5 separate regions of the Mus musculus genome follow, and all the other regions are linked to region 1. Evidence: chromatin contacts called from public ChIA-PET, Hi-C and HiChIP or PLAC-seq data. All regions are on one chromosome and are shown on one strand. The core of a region is the stretch at or near the end of the contact, and the rest is flanking DNA. Distances in the headings are between cores, read along the strand shown.

Region 1 (4,024 bases), core at 474-2,973:
GGATTGGAGATGGAGGACATCTTCCAGACAAGAGCTTCCAGAACATATCTGGCACCATGCTTGACACACAGCAGGCACTCAGAAAGTGGTACCAAGCAACACTGATGATGGAGATCATGGCTGCCCATGTTGGAAACCCTTCATCAGGTGACAAAGCCCCCAGATCAGTGCCTAGCAAGCAGTTCCTCTGAAACAGGGAGATCCAGAGTTCAAAAGCCATAAACTCCCCCTGACCAAAAAACAACAAAAACAACAACAACAACAACAATAATAATAATAATAATAATAATAATAATAATAATATGGAGCCGTTGGCTTCAGAGTGAGAGCCACACAGTGCAGCAGTAGATACTGCTGACTTGAGCATCAACGTTGCTTGGAGAATAATATGCTTGAAAAAGCGGCCCAGTAGTGACAGGTGAGTACCATGTGATGTTATAACAGGAGTAAGCCTCAGGAGACTGTTCAGTAGTAATTTGATTGCAAGTGTGAAGACCTGAGTTCATTTTCCAAAATCCATATGAAAAAGCCAGGTGTGTTGGGGTGTGTTCATAATCCCAACAATGGAGAGGGAGAGACATGTGAATCCCAGGGAATCACCAGCCTGCAAGACTGGCCTATTTGAGAAATTCCAAGACAGTGAAAATATCACAACTCAAAGAAGAAGAAGAAGAAGAAGAAGAAGAAGAGGAAGAGGAAGAGGAAGAGGAAGAGGAAGAGGAAGAGGAAGAGGAAGAGGAAGAGGAAGAGGAAGAGGAAGAAGAAGAAGAAGAAGAAGAAGAAGAAGAAGAAGAAGAAGAAGAAGAAGAAGAAGAAGAAGAAGAAGAAGAAGAAGAAGAAGAAGAAAATGGACTCTAATTGAAGAAAAGCAACCCAAGATTGTCCTTTGCCCTCTGCACACACAGGTACTCATGAACAGGCACCCACACAGAAGTGTATGCATGCACACACATACACTTGATGTATAAGTCATAAAACCAGAGCCTCCATTTGGCCATCTGAGCAGATCACTCTGGGTCTTTCCAGTTCTTGACTATGCTGGTGCCAGGGTCTTGGACATCTATCCTTCAAGCATGGATGTGTCAAAAATAAATGACAGTAAATGTTTAAACCCTCATGCAAGAACATCACCTTCTCCTACTTGCTCTTTGCTTAATCACAATGCCTCTTCTCTCAGACCCTCTGCCTCCTTCCTCCCTGGCATCCTGAGTGGCATTGGAAGTAAAACCCAAAGCAGCACAGAAGTCCCAAGCACTGGCATCCTCTGAGGGTTTGTCTCGTATCTCCTCTCTTTCTCTTTCTGCTTTCTCCTCTCTTTCCTGCCCCCCACCCCTGATCCTTAAATCCTTACAATTCTCACCTCACGTCTGCTTACTGAGTTTCTCCTGACCTCTACCTGGCATCTCCAGCCCTTCCTTAATCTTCTCCAATCAGAAGCGGGTGTCTTCTTCTCTCCCAGACTAGAATATCTTATTCCTCACAACTTCCCCATTCACATCCTGGACACTCCACTGCCCAGTATTGGGATCATCTTGAAACACTTTTTCAGGTCCTCTCAGCTCTCCCCTGCCTTTCTTCTGGACCAGAGAAGACTTCATGCAAGTAACAGCTTGAAGCCACAGTCAGCAAACAGTTGAATAGTCAGAAAGCATGGCTCGGCTCCTCTAGCCACAAGATTTGAATACTTGGCAAGAGTAGCCAGTGTGACTCACGAAACCACAAAAGCCCCATCGCTTTACTTTTCTTGGAACTGGTGTGTGGGTGTGAACACTCAGCAAGACCTCTATAGCTCAGCAGTGCATCCTGAGGGGAGGGAACCAACTGACCTGCATGGTGCAGCTGTTGAAAAGCACTTTCCCATACCTGATACAGCATCCTGGGATGGGGATTGCCGCTGACCACCTTGCCACTGGCCTCTCAACTCAAAAGTGTGTCTTCCTGTAACACTAGCATGCTACCGATTACTTCTTTAAAGGCCTTGTCTCCCATCAGAGCCACATTTGGGAGGCTAGAGCTTCAATACAAGAATGAGGAGAGATTCAGTCCATAGAAAGAGGGTAGGGGTGGGATGGAGGAGTAGAGACGATGAAAAGAATATAGGAGAAATGAAAACTGGTGTTGCATGTAGTCTTGCAAAAAAAAAAAAAAAAAAAAAAAAAAAGACTAGCTGGAGTCTCCACCTGGAGGCAAGATTCCTGCTTTCCTGCTTTCTCCTTGCCTCCCCCTTCTCTGAAAGTAGATACAGATCTAGCCCCTCTAGGTCTCAGTCTCCCTGTCTGTAAGATCTATAGGATAATATCAGGCTCCCTAAGAGGTCAATATCCCTGAAACTCAAGACCAAGACAAGAATGTTTCAAAAGACCTTCATGGGTAGAAGAAAGCAGGACAAATAACAGTGGTGATAGAGGCTTTAACCCCTCTCTGAAGGACACCCTAGTGACTCACCAAGCTCATGAGTGAGGGAAGACATCTCCTGTAGACATCAGGAACATCATGTCCATTTGTCTCTACTTCATTCCCAAACAAGAACTTGGGAAGTGTTGAGCTAGAGACACAATCCTGAGGCTGGCTCGTTTCTTTGTATGTTTGATCAAAAGTAGGCTGTTTCCACAGTGTGGCCCACTGAAGCTCACCCACAACTCAACCACACCACAGCCACAGAAGAGCACCTACCATCAAGAGACCTAGGGTGGAAGGGCAGGAGATGCCAAGAGAAGGTGGCTTCATTGAATCTAAAGGAAGAGGGAGGCTCTGAGAAGCGTTAAGAGAAATTTCTGCCTGGCTGAACTAGGGGTGGTGGAGGACTTGGCCAAGGAACAAGTGGAGCAGCATTTCTAGCAAAATCCTAGAGGAGAGATAAATGCTAATACACTTGAACTGTTTCAGGGTTGGGGAGAAAAACATGGAAAACTGATGGTTATCAGAACCGGAACTCTGTGGTAAAGGGTGGGCTATTTCTGGAAGGTAGTAAGAAGCTACTGAAGACTCTCTTTGAACAGTGCACAAACTTGGTCCAGCTTGCTCTGTTTGCTCCTTTGTGTTTTGAGGGGCTGGAAACTGGACCCCAGGAATAAAAGATAGACCACGGTCTTGCTCATCAACTGCCTTTATGAGCTCTTCCTGCTCCATCTCTCATCTTAAATGTACTTTTGTTTGAGGTACTAGTTAGTGCTCAGTTCCACCAAGCCCCCAAGGCACACATAAAATTAGGTGGCAACCACAGTTTTGCAGAATCAAACAAGGAACAAAAATTATCTCATTCTAGGAACCTATTATAACCATGATACTTAACCATGATAGAGAAGGCAGCATGAAATAAAACAGCAAACAAAGCTAAAAGTGGACACAGGGTTTTTAAAAAATTAACTAAAATGCTGGCAATTTGAATGCAGCAATGTAGAAAATATCTGAGGATCAAGGAGTCTCTCAAGATTTCTTTTGGATAATCCCTTAATGGCACGCACCTGTCCTAACAAACTAGGTCAGCCAAAATTCAAATATTGAAGCCAGAACTCCTAGTATCTATAAACGAGACTATATTTGAGGATACAATCTTTAAAGAGGTAATTATGTTGAAATAAAGTTGTAGATCTGGGTCCTAATTCATTAGGACTGGTGTTTTATGAGACAGAGGCAACATCTGTAGAGACATCAAAAGACCACCGACCATCTCTGAACCCATCATACGGGCTTCAGGATAAACCATCCTTGCAACTCCTGGACCTCAGACTCGCAGTCTCCAAAGAAATGAGAAAATAAAGTTCTGCCATTTGAGCCTTTCAGTCTTCAGAATTTTGTTGTGGGAGCTTGAGCAAGCTAGGAGAATGTGGGATTAAAAAAACAAACAAACAAATAGGAGATGGCTTAGAAATGGCTCATTCGGTGAACTATTTGCCTCACACACAGGAGAGGGGAAGGGAAGGGAGGGGAGGGGAAAGGAGAGGAAGGAAAGGGTCATTTTATCCAAAAGGAGAAGCTAAAATCCAGCTGCTTTGAAGGCTTCTGCGGAGGGGGGTGACAGACA
Region 2 (4,024 bases), core at 853-3,352, 230 kb before region 1:
ATTTCCTAACAAACTACTCCATTTTTCTCTGAGACCCATTTCAGGGATATGTCCTTTATTAAGCTGTCTACAATTCCACATCTGTGTCAGCCACTCATTATTTTCCACTGTTGTTCTGTTTGTTTACTTAACTGTATCTTCTGTAAGTCATGATCTCTTGAAAGCCTGCATTGGCTTGAGTACTTGTATCACTAGTGCCTAGGATATGACCAAATAGATAGGGTGTATTTAGTAGTTTATTAACTCAGAAGAGAAACTGATGAATAGGTGGGATGAAGGACGGATCAATGGATGAATTGGGTCATAGAGGGATGGATGATGGGTGAATGGGGAGTATGCATAGGTTTATAGGTGAATGAATTGGTTGGAAGCATGGATAGATGAAAGGATGGATGGGTGAAAGAATGGAATGAGTGAGTGGGTTAGTAGATGTGTGGGCTGGATATGTTGTAGGAAGGGATGGAAGAAAGAAAGAAAGAAAGAAAGAAAGAAAGAAAGAAAGAAAGAAAGAAAGAAAGAAAGAAAGAAAGAAAGGAAGGAAGGAAGGAAGGAAGGAAGAAGAAAGGAAGGAAGGAAGGAAGGAAGGAAGGAAGGAAGGAAAGAAGGAAAGAAAGGAAGGAAGGAAGAAAGAAGGGGAAGATGAATGGATGGGTGGAGGAGGAAGGGAAAAGGAAGGGAAGGAAGGAGAAGATACTTGGATAAATTTGACCTGAGTACTCATAAAGTAAAACTAAAGCCATTGACGTGTAAATAGTGGCATGTTAAGTCCCTTGTCTCTCAGCATTGACAAGTTTTTAATAACTCATCCATATTTGTGCTTCCTATCATCTCCTGCCCTTCTCCCTCTATCACCTCTCCAATATACTTTTGTTTTAAATGTGTATACTATAGAACTGAAATCATATGTGTAATGTTTTCATACTGACTCAGATATAAATAATGTTTCCTCATTCTTAATGTCAAAATCCTGTGAATGGAACATTTTTGTAATGTTTAAAAATAAAATCCAAAACATAAACACCTACAGTTTCCTCCCTTGAATTTTCAATGTACAGTAAATTGTTGCTGGTGTGTGTGTGAGTGTGTGTGTGTGTGTGTGTGTGTGTGTGTGTGTGTGTGTGTGTGTAACTATCAGTAGGAAAAAAGGAAAACTATCAAAACAGTTCAAAATTAAACATGACATCAGCAGCTACTAAGTGTAATCTTTCTCCCTCTCCTTCTACCTCTTCCTCTCCCCTTCCCATTCCTCTCTTTCTCGATCCCTGTCTTTGTCTCTCTTTTTGTCTTTCTGTCTGTGTGTGTGTGTGTGTGTGTGTGTGTGTTCATGTGCATGTATGAAGATAACCTTCTTATCCACATTTAAAATGAGACAATGAGGATTTGAAGAGACCAAGTTACAAGCCAGTAAGAAATAAAGAAGAGAGATTCAAACATAGGACTCATGCTTTTTTTTTCTGACAGATGAAATTAAAGAGACTCTATTGAGAAAGGAAAGAAAACAGTACCCAGAATCAACGAATACCCTCTTCTCAGCGAGAGCTCAAGACTCCTTGCCAGGGTGTTATAATCGTGGTATAGAACAGGCATGTCCACATTTCCTATGATTCAGTCCTGCCACGCTACTGTTCTTCACAAAATTAGACCACACTTAAGAAGAGGAAACCATAACAGGCTTGCAATTTCTTTTTCATATAAAACACATGTGCAAGCCCATAGGATGACATAGATTTTTATCATAATTTCAAGTAACAGAAATGTTGAGTGTGCAAACCATGAATTATGAATTCCAGAAACAAAACTTTCTTTGCTGGTTCTAGAGGCTTCTCACATACTGTTTCACAACCTACACACTCCACGCCTCCACTCCCAAGGTGTCTGCTTCCTCTTCCTCCCCTAGCCTAAGCCACGAACCCAACGTTATGCCAAACAGTATGGAGGGCATGCAGAAAAGAGCCTGAGCCCAGAGCGCAGAGCCCTTCCCTGTCCAGGGCACGTTAGAAAAATGCAGACTCTGCTTCTTTGTGGTTCTCTCAGGCTGAGCTGTTGAGCAAGAATGAGGAGAAAAGCAGGCAGGATGTGAGCCCCAGTTTTGTTCTGAGAATTTCTGCTGGGCCACAGATTTCTCTGGCTTGAACCATAGCGGTGGGCAGGGTAGAAAGTGTAACTGTCGAAAGTGTAGCCAGCGCTGTTGGAGAAACCATCCAAGTGAAAGCAGGAAGGGCGTCAGCCTCAGCCAGGAAGACGACCTGGCCCAGGCTAGATCCTGGTGAATGAGCACATCAATAGTCTTCACCCACATCTTATTGGCTCTCTGTGGTAATTATACCATCGTTCTAGGGTAGGCACTTGCCTTAGTGAGTTTCCCCCAAAGCAAACCTCAAACCTCTGAGTCTCAAGCTGACAAAATTTTACAGTCTGTACATACTTGTAGTGACTATGGGGGCTTATGCAGACCTGACTTCTGGGATTCTGGGTCTGCCAGTTGACAGCTACATGAACTTGAGAAAGTAACTACACCTCTTCCTGGCATTCTCTCCTTCAAAATCCTTCCCATAAACCCAGTTTCCACTACATGTTTGCTAATCATTTTTAATTGGATGTTGCCTTATTGCCCCAAATAGAAAAATAAAACCCTACTTATCCCCTGTGCTCCCCAAGTCTTTTGTGAGCGTCTCTGTTTGTGCCCGGTGAACCAGCAATGACTGAGAAGCTTCTCTAAGTCTCCATACCGGACCCTGCCTTAGGTGATCTTAATTGTTCCTCCGCCAACGCTCTGCGCTCCAGTTCATACCATCGTATCCCACCACATGAGACTCCTCGAAAACAGCCTCCATACCACAGACACACAAAAAAGTTCTTTCTGACTCATTTTGGCCAAGACAAACTACACTGTCACCTACACCAACGATGAGACAACACGCGTGAACTTTTAAGAGAGGCGAACTCACTGTGCTCAGCCTGGTACCCTTCATCATCTGAGTTCAGCTTTCTCTTCAGCCATCTTCTCCCAGACCATCTCCTGTCAAACCATTTCTTTAATAAACACACAGTTGTGGCTTAACTGTAGGGCATCTGCCTACACGAATGAAGCCCTAGGTTCAATCCCCACCCACTCTCCCATTCACACCACATGAAGTTATAGCATGCTTTCTTGAGTTGGTATGAAGGGTACCGTGGGTGAACAGGTGGACACAGGGTTATTATAGGGAAAAGCAGACAGATTTTAGGGAAGGCAACTCATGTACATGAACTTCTAGTTAAATGTGACAGCTTAAACATGAGCACTTCCCTTCTTGTTCACCTGAGACATTAAATCCTGTGGGAAAAAATGTCTTAAAGCGAAAGTGAATGGTCATGTTTAATTAGATTATAGAAGATGGGATAAATCGATGTATGGAAAATGGTTGACAATAAAGAAGAGTTAATTTAAAGACCCCAGAGGAATATACTGAACAAATTACTCAACGTATCCAAGGTTCCCAGAGATCTGATGCCACAGAAGGAAGGAACAAGACATGAACATAGGAAAGCTGAAGCCCATAGCTATCTTCTGCCTTCAGATGCAGAAAGTCCAGCACCCACCCAGAAGGAGGAGGCAGAGGAATTAGAAACTCTAGAAGACACAGGTGACATATGCAAATGAAAATGACCATGCTGCTAAGGTGTCCCCAGGGATCTCAGAGCCATGAAGTAAGGATGGAGAAAGAATAGTTAAGATAGTGCACAAATACAATTGAAATGGCAATCAGTAGAAATGCTTCAAGTTACAAAAAAGCTGGAGGAAGCCTTGAAAATTCAGAGGAAATATTTAATCTGGAACCCATCACTTATCTGAACTATCTACAAATATCAGGGTAACATTTAAACATTTTGAGATAGTTTATCTCCTAAACACACCCTCATTTTTAGGAAGTTACTTTAAAAAAATCCTCCAGCTAAACAGAGGAGCAAAGCTAGAAAGAGGAAGAGGTAGAGGCTGAGAAGCTGAGTCCCAAAGCCTGACAGCAGTGAAGCTCCCAGATGC
Region 3 (4,024 bases), core at 908-3,407, 190 kb before region 1:
AGAGCCTGTTATCACAGGGAGTTGACTGCTAGGTTGCCTGGACCAGATCTTGCAACACATGAAAAGCATAGAGGAGGTGAAGACAACAGGAGTAGGGAATAGGGTGCCTCTGAAATTTCACTAGCAGAGGATGCAACCACAAAAGAAGTGAAGTTGGGCCCACAAACTGTTAGTGACTGATCTGAAAATCTCAACTGTTCAGAAGGTTCTAAGAACAAAGGGTGATTTTCCCCCTTGTCAGCCCTCCCTCCTAGGACAATGTACAATATGCAAAACTGTAAGTATAAGACAAACATTTTTTTCCACTGCCTCCTCAGCCCCATGGGCCTTCAGGAAGACCTGAACTTTAAACGAAGCCTTTTTATTTTTCAACACCCACAGCTTCCATTCAGCAATCAGAAGTTTTCCACTTCGATCAAAGGGGCTAAACAGAGAGGGCCAAGGGAGCAGCCGGTTCTCAGCAGCTCTGGGCAGATTGCCACCCACTCCCTGTCCGTACCTACCAAAGGACAAGGCTTTCTCCCCAAATCAAACAAGTGTACCCCCCCAAAACACTAACTTGCCTTGCCCTATCTAAACCAGCAGGACAAGTGGCTAAGGACAAATCTGTCTTCCAAACCCCAGGCTCAGTTTCCTTGACAACCAGATGGAGACACTGCCCTCGAAGAAGATACTCACCAGTTCATTCCTCACTACCTATCCCTCCTCTGTGGTTTTTCATTTTATAAACTCACCAAAAAGGGCCTCTAGACCATCTCCTAAGTCTAAGCTGCCTTGCAGAATGCTCAAAGAGAGATCTACACAGATCCAGAAAGCTAAATAATCTGAGCTGGGCTTTGGATCCGGCATTTCTTTGGGGCTTCTGACATGTCCTGTGACCTGCAGAGGTAGTGTATAGTCAAAAGAGAAGGTGCTGTCTACCTCAAGGGAAATAGCAAGTGAGGTTTCAGAAGGCCACATCTGGAGGCAGCTCTGAAGCTTTTAGAGAATATTCTGAAAGAAAGGTCATTCATAGCAACAGATACGATCCAGCTCTGTGTCCCAGAAATCTATTTATTATATGAAATTCCAGACATGGCCCAGAGGGCAACTTGGGCTGTTTAACAGGAATTGTTCAACAACAGCTGCCAAGTCCATTCCCATTCAGGAAGCCCTCTTACATCATCCTGTTTGATCTTCCCCATGACTGCAAAGCAGACTGGGGTGAAAGCAGGGGCTGCGTTGACTTATTCAAGGAGCAATGCTGAGAAGAGGAAAGGCTAAGATGCAACCTGAGGTTTTCAGCCTGTAAGGAAAGGGTCCGGCAGGCTTTTGGAGCCAGGCTGGTTTGCATATACCACCAAGTTTTACCATTAGATTAACACTGGTAGATTTGATTAAGAATGCTTTTATGCTGGGTCTCAGTTCTCTATGCTGTGAAGAAGAAATACTACTTGCCTCTGAGGCTGGTGACGAGTGTGAAGTCAGCCTCTAAGCCAAGTTCCCAAGACTGTACCTGAGCCAGAATGTTCAATTCTAGTAACCTCTGTCCACAAACTCATCACAAACACCTGGAACACTATTTGCACCCCCATACAACCCACAGACACTTCACACACTCGTTCCACAGCACTGAGCCTCCCCTTCCTGACCCCCTCACTAATTTCTTCCCCTAGTATGAACTTTAGGGCAAGCCAGTTTCATCGGCAAATTTAACAGCCCTGGAGAGCACCCTGCAAGAGATAGAGGAGCTTTGGTTCAACAGCAAATTATTTCCAAATTCCTCTTCTCTCACCATGTCTTTGAAACTATCCTCAAATATCCTACTGCCACAACCTTGTCTCCAGGTAGGTAAATGCCCAAACAGTGGGCTCTTCTTTCCCAGAAATGGGTATGTTTCCAGTTTAGAGCATGCTGTAATTGTTGGACAACCCCAACAGTCATTGTGCTGCTGACAAAGGACTGCCATCTCCAGGGACCCAGCAAAGAGACTAATCTGGAAGCTTCCTGGGCCACCAGCATGGATCATGCAGTGTGCAGGGTCCCCGCGGCAAGGCGTTCTGTGGCTGAGCCTAAAGGAAACAGAAGTGGTTGGTGTACACTCACGCGGAACTGTCTCCTTCCTACCACCCGCTGACATCAACCATCGTCTATCTCGCTACAATTTCTCTGCACTCAGATTAATCCCAGGCGATGAAAAATGAACCTCTCCCCCACCCTTGCAGCCACCCTTCGCCTCACGCCCCCAGAGAAGAGTTTCTCCATCCGGCAACTGGTGAAGGCTTTTTTCCAAGTCACATGATCCAGGATGCAGGGGAAAATCCTTCTTGGAACAGAGCTGGGTACAGAACCGAATCAGATGAGGAGAGATAAGGTGTGATGTGGGACAGACTATATAAAGCATGGAGCCAGGGCTGCAACAAGCAGGCAGCTGTGGGGCTCCTTCCCCTGACCCAGCCATGCAGGTGCAGCCCGGCTCGGTAGCCAGCCCCTGGAGAAGCACGAGGCCCTGGAGAAGCACAAGTCGCAGCTACTTCTACCTCAGCACCACCGCACTGGTGTGCCTTGTTGTGGCAGTGGCGATCATTCTGGTACTGGTAGTCCAGAAAAAGGTGAGTAAACATCTTTTTTCTGCTTTTCTTTCCTCATTTATAATGTGTGTCCTCTAGAGGAACAGCTCTGGGAAGCTAATGAATAGTTTAACTAGGAGCAAAAAAAAAAAAAAAAAAAAAAAAAAATTTAAAAAGTGAAAATAAGTAAAACTATGCATATATAGAGAGAGATTATATCAGAGAAAAGGGGAAAAACTAGAAATGAACTTTCTGCACTCAGTGGGAATTTTTTAAAAGAAATAGAACTGGACATGAGCTCAAAAATTTCCAGATGTACTGGAGCCAACAGAAGAGCTGCTGACCTTGAGAAGTTAAGATTGAAGCCCAGATGGGTCACAGCCTCACAGTATGGAGGGAGGAAGCATAGGGAGCCCTGATGGCGAGTGCGCATGTGGGTATCACCTCTGTAAGGCGCTCATCCTAATTCTAAGGTTATGTCCTCAATCCGTGCTCCCAGGACTTCTGAGGCCTCTCTTTTGCCGAGAGTCTGTTGTTGCTATTGTTTGTTTGTTTGTTGTGGTTGTTTTCTTGCTTGCTTGCTTGTTTTTAGTGAGGAGCTACTTTTTAAAGACTGTGATATTTGAGAGAGAGAGAGAGAGAGAGAGAGAGAGAGAGAGAGGGAGAGAGAGAGGGAGAGGGAGAGAGAGAGAGAGAGAGAGAGAGAGAGAGAGAGAGAGAGAGAGAGAGGCCAAGTCTTCCCAGAGCTCTGCTATTTCAATGTTAAAACCCACAAAAGAAATCGAAAGCTTCCTCACAAGCCACTGGCTTTGAAGAGTTCAGGGTGTTGAAAAGTAGCAGTGTTTTTGTCACCTGTACCCTCTGAGATGCACACATAATGTGCAGGGCCACACCATCTTGGGAAATTTCGTTTGTTTGAAATGGGGGTAGGGGGAGAAAGTCAAACCGTAGCTTAGAAAAGTATCCTTGAGAGAGAACTCTTACACACTGTCTGGAAAGGACTGCGTGGTCAGCTCACATGACTCACAGGCTTGGGGTGAGATCCAGGCATGGTGATTTGGATACTGTATGAATACCACTGGTGCAACACCCTGCCCAAGTGTGAACTCACCTAATTTATAATTCTTCCAAGTTGCCTTGGACCACAGACTCTGCAGCATACTAGTTGCTGAAAGCTAGGGCCTTACAAGTATCAGCAAGTATGGATATTGAAATAAAGCTTTAAAGCTCCTTCCTCCTTGGCAGTGTAAGAAGGGAGTTATTCACACTTGGCCTGCAGAGCTGATGGGACACATCAGTTCATGGATCGTTTGCATCAGGCCAAGAAGGACTCGCAGACAAACCTCTGGGCACTTTCTCTTCTCTCCACATTCTCTACTTTCTGTCACTCTGATTTTCCATACACCAGATGTATATTGTTTTGCAGTAATGGCCAGGCAAGAGAGATTAGAGTAGCCTGAAGACATTTGTCATTC
Region 4 (4,024 bases), core at 418-2,917, 170 kb before region 1:
ATCTGTAGATGCTCAGCTCTGGCAGATATCACCACAAGCCACCTGATACAGAGGGACCTTAGGACTAGAGAGATAGAGCCTGTTTTTGATGTGACATCCTGGCTTTGATCCAGGGCATGAATCCTACTTTTCCACCTAACTTAGAATCTGTGAGAGTCAGGCCAATATTCTCCCTGCCAGGGGAAAAAGCAAGCACTCCTTCTCACTACACTGATGCCCTTAGCACTGGTCCAGCCAGAGCTACAGAAGGAAATAAGAGAGATGGTCTAGTTGACTCCACTCAGCAAATGCATCTTCTTGGCTGATCAGTAGGAGAGACTAAACAGTAGTCTCTGCCAGGATGTGTTTTAAAGGACAACTGGCTTGATAGAGGCAGGGCATTCCACTTGACAGGAACCAGAGGTATGCAGGTGGAAGCATATCCATGTAGTTGTGTACTGGAGCTGCACGTCTCCAAACTTGTGTAGAGTGGGGGGAAATCCGTTTGGGCATTAGAGTCACACTGACTGAGTTTTGATCTCCACCCTACTAGCAACTAGATGTGTGGCTGAGAACAAGCCAGTTAACCCTTTCTTATTCATCTATTTATTTATTTATATTCCAACTGCTGCACCCTCATCCCATTCCTCCCTCACAGAGTCCTTCTTCCCATTTCCCCTCCCCTTCTCCTCTAGGAGGATGCTCCCCCACTCCTCACCCATATATCCCCTCCCACCCTGGAATATCAAGTCCCTGCAGGATTAATTATGCACATCCTCTCCTGCTGAGGCAATACAAAGCAGTCCTCTGCTTCATACTTCATACGGCATCTGCATCTGTTTCAGTCAGCTGCCGGGTAGAGCATCTCAGAGGACAGTTATGCTAGACTCCTGTCTGCAAGCACAACATGGCATCCGTAATAGTGTCAGAGATTAGTGTTTACCCAAGGGATAGGTCTCAAGTTGGGCCGTTATTGTTTGGCCATTTCTTCAGTCTCTGCTCCATCTTTGCCCACCCTCCAGTTAAACTTTTAAAACCTATAGTTTCTAATGTAAATAACAGAGATAACTGTAAACTATCTCTCATGGGATGATTGTAAAAATTAAATCTCTTATGGGATGCTTGTAAAAAAATGTAAAAATGAAATCATGGCTGTAGCATGCTCAGTAAAACATTACAGAAATAGTCAACATTAGTTATGATGGTGGTAGTGGTGATGACATTTATTACTATTAAGACACAGAATAAAATGAGGGAGGGTATGGGCTGATACTGGAGAGATTGGGAGGAGTCAAAAGCCCATCAGAGCTGTAGGGAACATAAATTAGAAAGTGATTCACAGCAAAGAGAGTCCGATTTGCATCTCTCTGGTTTCTTTTGGTTGATGTTCTACAGTCCCAAAGATGAGATTGGACAACAGTCACACTTCCTTAGACTATTACACTTTGGGATCAAATTTCTGGTTATACACATCCACGAGTATGTGCAGGGCAGCAACAAGCCTCACAAGAACACTGCTTAGATGATAATTATGGGCTAAGATCTAGAGAGTGGAAGCTGGCCTTCAGCCTTTGATGGGCCAGAAGCCCCGTGTGAGTCCAGAACAGCTAGAGATGAATACTGCCCCTACTTCTGCTGGGGGTTCCTCTAGTAGTGAGCTTGCTCAGACAGCAGAGGGAACCCTTCACTCAGCTTCTAGCTGTTCTCGGGGCCCCAGGGTCTTTCTCGAATGAATCTGGACAATAAGATAAAGGAAGTAACTGGTAGTACCCATGTGTCTCTGTTTAGTTTCTGTTTCCAGGATCTGTCCGTTGGTGAGTCGGGTGTTGAAGTCTCCCACTATTATTGTGTGAGGTGCAATGTGTGCTTTGAGCTTTACTAAAGTTTCTTTAATGAATGTGGCTGCCCTTGCGTTTGGAGCATAGATATTTAGAATTGAGAGTTCATTTTGTAGATGAACTTTTGGTAGATTTTTACCTTTGATGAGTATGAAGTGCCCCTTCTTGTCTTTTTAGATAACTTTGAGTTGGAAGTCAATTTTATTTGATATTAGAATGGCTACTCCAGCTTGTTTCTTCAGACCATTTGCTTGAAAATTGCTTTCCAGCCTTTTACTCTGAGGTAGTGTCTGTCTTTATCCCCGAGGTGGGTTTCCTGTAAGCAGCAAAATGTTGGGTCCTGTTTGTGTAGCCAGTTTGTTAGTCTATATCTTTTTATTGGGTAATTGAGTCCTTTGATGTTAAGAGAAATCAAAGAAAAGTAATTGGTGTTTCCTGCATGGTACTGGTACAGCGACAGACAGGTAGGTAGATCAATGGAATAGAATTGAAGACCCAGAAATGAACCCACACACCTATGGTCACTTGATCTTTGACAAGGGAGCTAAAACCATCCAGTGGAAAAAAGACAGCATTTTCAACAATTGGTGCTGGCACAACTGGTTGTTATCATGTAGAAGGATGAGAATTAATCCATTCTTATCTCCTTGTACAAAGCTCAAGTCTAAGTGGATCAAAGAACTCCACATAAAACCACAGACACTGAAATTTATAGAGGAGAAAGTGGGGAAAACCCTTAAAGATATGGGCTCAGGGGAAAAAATTCCTAAACAGAACAGCAATGGTCTGTGCTGTAAGATCAAGAATCGACAAATGGGACCTCATAAAATTGCAAAGCTTCTGTAGGGCAAAAGATACTGTCAATAAGACAAAAAGGCCACCAACAGATTGGAAAAGAATTTTTACCAATCCTAAATCTGATAGGGGACTAATATCCAATATATACAAAGAGCTCAAGAAGCTGAACTCCAGAGATTCAAATAATCCCATTATAAAATGGGGCTCAGAGCTGAACAAAGAATTCTCAACTGAGGAATACCAAAGGGCTGTGAAGCACTTTAAAAATGTTCAGCATCCTTAATTATCAGGGAAATGCAAATCAAAACAACCCTGAGATTCTACCTCACACCAGTCAGAATGGCTAGGATCGAAATTTCAGGTGACAGCAGATGCTGGTGAGGATGTGGAGAAAGAGGAACACTCCTCCATTGTTGGTGGGATTGCAAGCTGGTACAACCACTCTGGAAATCAGTCTGGCAGTTCCTCAGAAAACTGGACATAGTACTACTGGTAGATCCAGCAATACCTCCCCTTGACATATACCCAGAAGATGTTCCAACCGGTAAGAAGGACACATGCTCCACTATGTTCATAGCAGCCTTATTTATAATAGCCAGAAGCTGGAAAGAACCCAGATGTCCCTCAACAGAGGAATGGATACAGAAAATGTGGTACATTTAGACAATGGAGTAGTACTTAGCTATTAAAAAATGAATTTATGAAATTCTTGGGCAAATGGATGTATCTGGAGGATATCATCCTGAGTGAGGTAACCCAATCACAAAAGAAGTAACTTGATATGCACTCACTGATTAGTGGATATTAGCCTAGAAACCTATCAAGGAGGAAGACCAACGCATGGATACTTCATTCCTCCCTAGAATAGGGAATAAAATATTCATGGAAGGAGTTGCAGAGACAAAGTTTGGAGCTAAGACGAAAGGAAGGACCATCCAGAGACTGCCTCACCCAGGGGCCCCATCCCATAATCAGCTACCAAACACAGACATTATTGCATACGCCAGCAAGATTTTGCTGAAGGGACCCTGATATAGCTGTCTCCTGTGAGACCTTGCCAGTGCCTGGCAAATATAGAAGTGGATGTTCACAGTCATCTATAGGATAGAACACAGGCCTCCAATATAGGAGCTAGAGAAAGTATCCAAGAGCTGAAGGGGTCTGCAACCCTATAGGTGGGACAAAAATATGAACTAGTCAGTACCCCCAGATCTTGTGTCTCTAGCTGCATATGTATCAGAAGATGGCCTAGTTGGCCATCATTAGGAAGAGAGGCCCCTTGGTCTATCAAACTTTATATGTCCCAGTCAGGGGAATGCCAGGGCCAAGAAGTGGGAGTGATTGGGTGAGGGAACAGGGTGGGGGAAGGGTATAGGGGACTTTTGGGATAGCATTTGAAATGTAAATGA
Region 5 (4,024 bases), core at 1,106-3,605, 150 kb before region 1:
TAAAATCTCCCCAAATTGACCCTTAAAAAAACATGTCATGCCAGTTAAAATTCCCATGAGTGTGTGTGTGTGTGTGTGTGTGTGTGTATGTGTGTGTGTGTGTGTGTGTGTGTGTGTGTGTGTGTGTTTAAAGAAATTGAGAAACTGATTATAAAACAGAGGCAAAACTCATGAGGTCCATCCCTTCCTTAGGAAATAATGATTACTAATGGCTGGTGGAGGAAGAGATCCGTAGTAGCCTGAACGAAAACACCACCACCCAGCAATAGGCTCCTATGTTTGAAACCTTGGTCCCCCATTGATGGAAACTTTGGGAAGAATAAGGTGTGGTTTTGTTGGAGGGGTGTGTCATTGGGGATGTACTTAGAGGTTTTCAGTCTTTCCCCACATGTTCTCTGCCACCTCCTTGCAGATCAAAATGTGAGTTCTCAGTTTTTCATGCTGCTCTGCCTTTGCTGCAGCATCATGGAATCTAAGCCCTTGGAATCATAAAACAAATCACATGCTTTCTCCCATAAGCTCCTTGGTCATGGTGCTTTGTCACAGCAACAAAAGAGGAACTAATGTGGGGTGTCATTTTTTTCTCTAACATAGCCACTGGGGAGGGGACTAAGTAGAAAGAAGGAGGATACAGCAGGAAATCAAAGACTATGTTAGCAGGCAAGGCAAGTTAATATAATCACCAGGCATTATGTGTACATATGAGACTCTCAAAAATGAAGAAAACAAAACAAATTGACAAATTCAGTTAAAGATGTGGCTCTGACACAAAGTTTTCACCTAAATTTATGAAGCCCTGAATCTCATCCATAACACCACAAAAAAAGGTGGAAGAAAAGGAGTTGTTGTCACTGTGACATCTATTTAGAAATACGTAGAACTTAAAATAAGTAAAATGACTTTGATGCAAATGTGCAAACTGTGAGACTTATCATCAGAAATCAACTTACTACAAAGCAAAGAAAATTAAAGCAGTATGGTGTTAACACGGGAAGAGAAAATGGGTAAGTGGAATGAACTCAAATGCTTAGGATTATTTGAATAGCATCAAAAAGATATCAACATTCTCCTTAGTAAAAAATGTGAGAAAAATTGTGTATACACACACACACACATATATAAACTTATCATTGGTTCATGTGCTTTATTTCATACTTAAAAATTAGGATACAGAAAATGTGGTACATCTACACAATGGAGTACTACTCAGCTATTAAAAAGAATGAATTTATGAAATTCCTAGCCAAATGGATGGACCTGGAGGGCATCATCCTGAGTGAGGTAACACATTCACAAAGAAACTCACACAATATGTACTCACTGATAAGTGGATATTAGCCCCAAACCTAGGATACCCAAGATATAAGATATAATTTGCTAAACACATGAAACTCAAGGAGAATGAAGACTGAAGTGTGGACACTATGCCCCTCCTTAGATTTGGGAACAAAACACCCATGGAAGGAGTTACAGAGACAAAGTTTGGAGCTGAGATGAAAGGATGGACCATGTAGAGACTGCCATATCCAGGGATCCACCCCATAATCAGCATCCAAACGCTGACACCATTGCATACACTAGCAAGATTTTATTGAAAGGACCCAGATGTAGCTGTCTCTTGTGAGACTATGCCGGGGCCTAGCAAACACAGAAGTGGATGCTCACAGTCAGCTAATGGATGGATCATAGGGCTCCCAATGGAGGAGCTAGAGAAAGTAGCCAAGGAGCTAAAGGGATCTGCAACCCTATAGGTGGAACAACATTATGAACTAACCAGTACCCCGGAGCTCTTGACTCTAGCTGCATATATATCAAAAGATGGCCTCATCAGCCATCACTGGAAAGAGAGGCCCATTGGACTTGCAAACTTTATATGCCCCAGTACAGGGGAACACCAGGGCCAAAAAGGGGGAGTGGGTGGTCAGGGGAGTGGGGGTGGGTGGATATGGGGGACTTTTGGTATAGCATTGGAAATGTAAATGAGCTAAATACCTAATAAAAAATGGAAAAAAATTTAGAATCAGATTATATTCCCGGATGTAAATAGTAAGACAACAAAGTCTCACATCCACAATATGAAAATCCCCAAGTGGCCATTGAAAAGACAAATCATCTTCGAATGGACATTTTGGATCCATTCAAATGCCTATTGAGCTAATGATTTGAACAAGGCTTCAATAAAGAGATTGCTGTGTGTCTGGGGTGTTAATAATTCCCTGTTAGTATTACTAGGACATCAAGGAAATGGGCATGAAAACCACAATGTGATGTAACTATACTCCCACAAACTGACTGAAATCAAGCCACTGCCAACACTCAACACTTGGTGGTGAGGATGTGGAACAACTGAAAATCTTATTCACTGCTAGAGGAAATGAAAGTGATACAGTTATTCTGTTGCACTGTCCAGCAGGGTTCAACCAAAGCAATACCCGTGCTTGTCTTGTGATCCAACCACTCCACATCTAGGCTCATTTTACAAACAAATCAGGCCACATGGACACAAAAGAACAGATAGGGCCATGCTTGTAACAGTTTCATTCATAATAATCCTGCGATGGTTAATATTGATTGTCAACTTGAAAATGTCTATAATCACCTAAAGGGCAAGTCAGTTGTATAGCTAATTCCTCCAAATTAAAATATTTCTTCCTGGAGGGACAAGAGGACTTCACAAGACTCAGGAAGTAAAACTCACAAAGCTTGAGAAGCAAATGAAATTCACAAGATCCATAACCGCTTTCACAATTATATAAATAGCAACAATTGCTCCTGAGAGGAGTCACTGAGCTGCCTGAAATTTGTGAAAATAGCTCTAGGTATTCAGCTTCCATGAGTCAACCACACGTTACAAACAATGGGATTTTTTTTTTTTTTTTAGTGATTTAGTTGTCTTTGGATCACCCATACTCCAGAAATAACTCCGCAGCCCCCAGTCTGTTAGTAACCCCAGGAACTCACCAGTTTGCTAAGCCAGAACTGGACAGGATTACTTATCTAGTCCTCAGGGCCTTATCTGGAGTGAATGAACACTTTTTTCATTTATGCACAATTTTATTTATATACAACTGATCCCAAACAATTTACAAAACTAAAGCTGAGTTGAGGAGGAGGAGTTACATAGTTCCTATGATGGATTATGAGATAGGTAACTAACACTGACCCATGTGGGTTGACCCAAGATGGCTGCTTTTCCCATATGCTAAAGAATGGTGTGCTTGCTTGTTGTAGAAGTGCTGTTATGCTTGACAACAGATGCCATCAAGACAAAGCCACCTGAGAGTGGAGCATCCTTGGTGGAATCCTAAAGTACTCACCTTCTTCTACTTGTTATGGAGTGACATTCATTGATGTTCACTATACAAATATGGAGATTCCCCCAGCACTGCCAGTAGACTAGAGAAAACCTTACAGTCTCTGAAAGTAGCACAAACAGAAAAAGATTATAAGCAAGTTGTGGAGTCAATTGCAAGGCCATTATTCTAGGTAATAAGATATAGAACAGATGTCTGTTTCCTGTAGCTTGTCTTTTGTGACTTTGTGGATTATTCTTTATTCTACCTTTCTTCACTCCCTTTCTTCCACCCTTTCAACCCCTTAATAAGAGAAAAAAAGAGTAGAGGAGGGAGAAGAGATCCCTGACTAAAGTCAGGAATTGGAAATCTGGTGTGTGTGTGTGTGTGTGTGTGTGTGTGTGTGTGTGTGTGTGTGTGTGTGTGTGTTGAGGGAGTGGTTTATTGCTAGATTACTTCCTGCTGATTTGGGTCATTGAGTTACTTGGGTCAAGTTTGACCTTCACCATCAGAATATCTAATTTTATTTTCTTTCTTCTATGCTCATGGCTACTTAACAAACTGTGACCAACAACAAGTAACCAACAACTCACCAACAATCCCCCCACTTCTTAAGACCCTAGGACATTTATATACCCTCTAAAAAGTCCCCAGAATTTCAAACATCACCCAGTCACAGAAACTATCTGCATCTGGAAAAAAAAAATCACACCTCTGCTAGAGCACGGGCA

The links. HiChIP or PLAC-seq counts read pairs in DNA pulled down with a chosen protein or histone mark. Hi-C and Micro-C count contacts between places; a contact is called where the count stands out from the background. ChIA-PET counts read pairs in DNA pulled down with a chosen protein or histone mark.
Region 2: a contact with region 1 is called in a BATF HiChIP or PLAC-seq map of CD8 T cells, with 20 read pairs. The contact joins two enhancer-like sites. A contact is called at or near these places in 1 of 15 datasets of contacts at CTCF or cohesin (the NIH/3T3 cell line), 3 of 484 Hi-C or Micro-C datasets (bone marrow-derived macrophages and nephron progenitors), 2 of 115 datasets of contacts at active chromatin or transcription factors (CD8 T cells and astrocytes) and 1 of 9 other capture datasets (adipose tissue).
Region 3: a contact with region 1 is called in an RNA polymerase II ChIA-PET map of effector CD8 T cells, with 4 times the contacts expected there. The contact joins the promoter of Tnfsf8 here to the enhancer-like site in region 1. A contact is called at or near these places in 5 of 39 promoter capture datasets (cranial neural crest, embryonic stem cells, liver and 1 more), 3 of 484 Hi-C or Micro-C datasets (bone marrow-derived macrophages, embryonic fibroblasts and pre-pro-B cells), 7 of 115 datasets of contacts at active chromatin or transcription factors (CD8 T cells, T-cell acute lymphoblastic leukemia, Th17 cells and 3 more) and 4 of 9 other capture datasets (adipose tissue, liver, macrophages and 1 more).
Region 4: a CTCF HiChIP or PLAC-seq map of CD8 T cells shows a contact between it and region 1, with 8 read pairs. The contact joins two enhancer-like sites. A contact is called at or near these places in 2 of 15 datasets of contacts at CTCF or cohesin (CD8 T cells and the NIH/3T3 cell line), 5 of 484 Hi-C or Micro-C datasets (bone marrow-derived macrophages, embryonic fibroblasts, hematopoietic stem cells and 1 more), 7 of 115 datasets of contacts at active chromatin or transcription factors (CD8 T cells, Th17 cells, bone marrow-derived macrophages and 3 more) and 2 of 9 other capture datasets (adipose tissue and liver).
Region 5: a contact with region 1 is called in a Hi-C map of bone marrow-derived macrophages, with 31 read pairs. The contact joins two enhancer-like sites. A contact is called at or near these places in 2 of 484 Hi-C or Micro-C datasets (bone marrow-derived macrophages and granulocyte-monocyte progenitors), 1 of 115 datasets of contacts at active chromatin or transcription factors (CD8 T cells) and 1 of 9 other capture datasets (liver).

What each region holds. Positions count from the first base shown.
Region 1 is chr4:63,666,185-63,670,208 of GRCm38.p6, reverse strand. No RefSeq gene overlaps it. Among named protein-coding and RNA genes, the nearest start is that of Gm42294, 28 kb to the left of the region's middle. Within about 2 kb of position 1,723, at least 93 of the 459 cell types and tissues checked have an H3K27ac peak or open chromatin away from gene starts, as enhancers often do. A contact at or near this core is called in CD8 T cells, bone marrow-derived macrophages, effector CD8 T cells and 2 more, where this site is marked.
Region 2 is chr4:63,897,324-63,901,347 of GRCm38.p6, reverse strand. No RefSeq gene overlaps it. Among named protein-coding and RNA genes, the nearest start is that of Tnfsf8, 38 kb to the right of the region's middle. Within about 2 kb of position 2,102, at least 52 of the 459 cell types and tissues checked have an H3K27ac peak or open chromatin away from gene starts, as enhancers often do. A contact at or near this core is called in CD8 T cells and bone marrow-derived macrophages, where this site is marked.
Region 3 is chr4:63,859,417-63,863,440 of GRCm38.p6, reverse strand. Tnfsf8 (tumor necrosis factor (ligand) superfamily, member 8) reads left to right here and starts at 2,157. Exons shown (of 4, transcript NM_009403.3): 1 at 2,157-2,591. The coding sequence starts at 2,382.
Region 4 is chr4:63,838,299-63,842,322 of GRCm38.p6, reverse strand. All of the region lies in intron 2 of Tnfsf8 (tumor necrosis factor (ligand) superfamily, member 8), which reads left to right. Among named protein-coding and RNA genes, the nearest start is that of Tnfsf8, 21 kb to the left of the region's middle. Within about 2 kb of position 1,667, at least 17 of the 459 cell types and tissues checked have an H3K27ac peak or open chromatin away from gene starts, as enhancers often do. A contact at or near this core is called in CD8 T cells, bone marrow-derived macrophages and regulatory T cells, where this site is marked.
Region 5 is chr4:63,814,227-63,818,250 of GRCm38.p6, reverse strand. No RefSeq gene overlaps it. Among named protein-coding and RNA genes, the nearest start is that of Tnfsf8, 45 kb to the left of the region's middle. Within about 2 kb of position 2,355, at least 21 of the 459 cell types and tissues checked have an H3K27ac peak or open chromatin away from gene starts, as enhancers often do. A contact at or near this core is called in bone marrow-derived macrophages and granulocyte-monocyte progenitors, where this site is marked.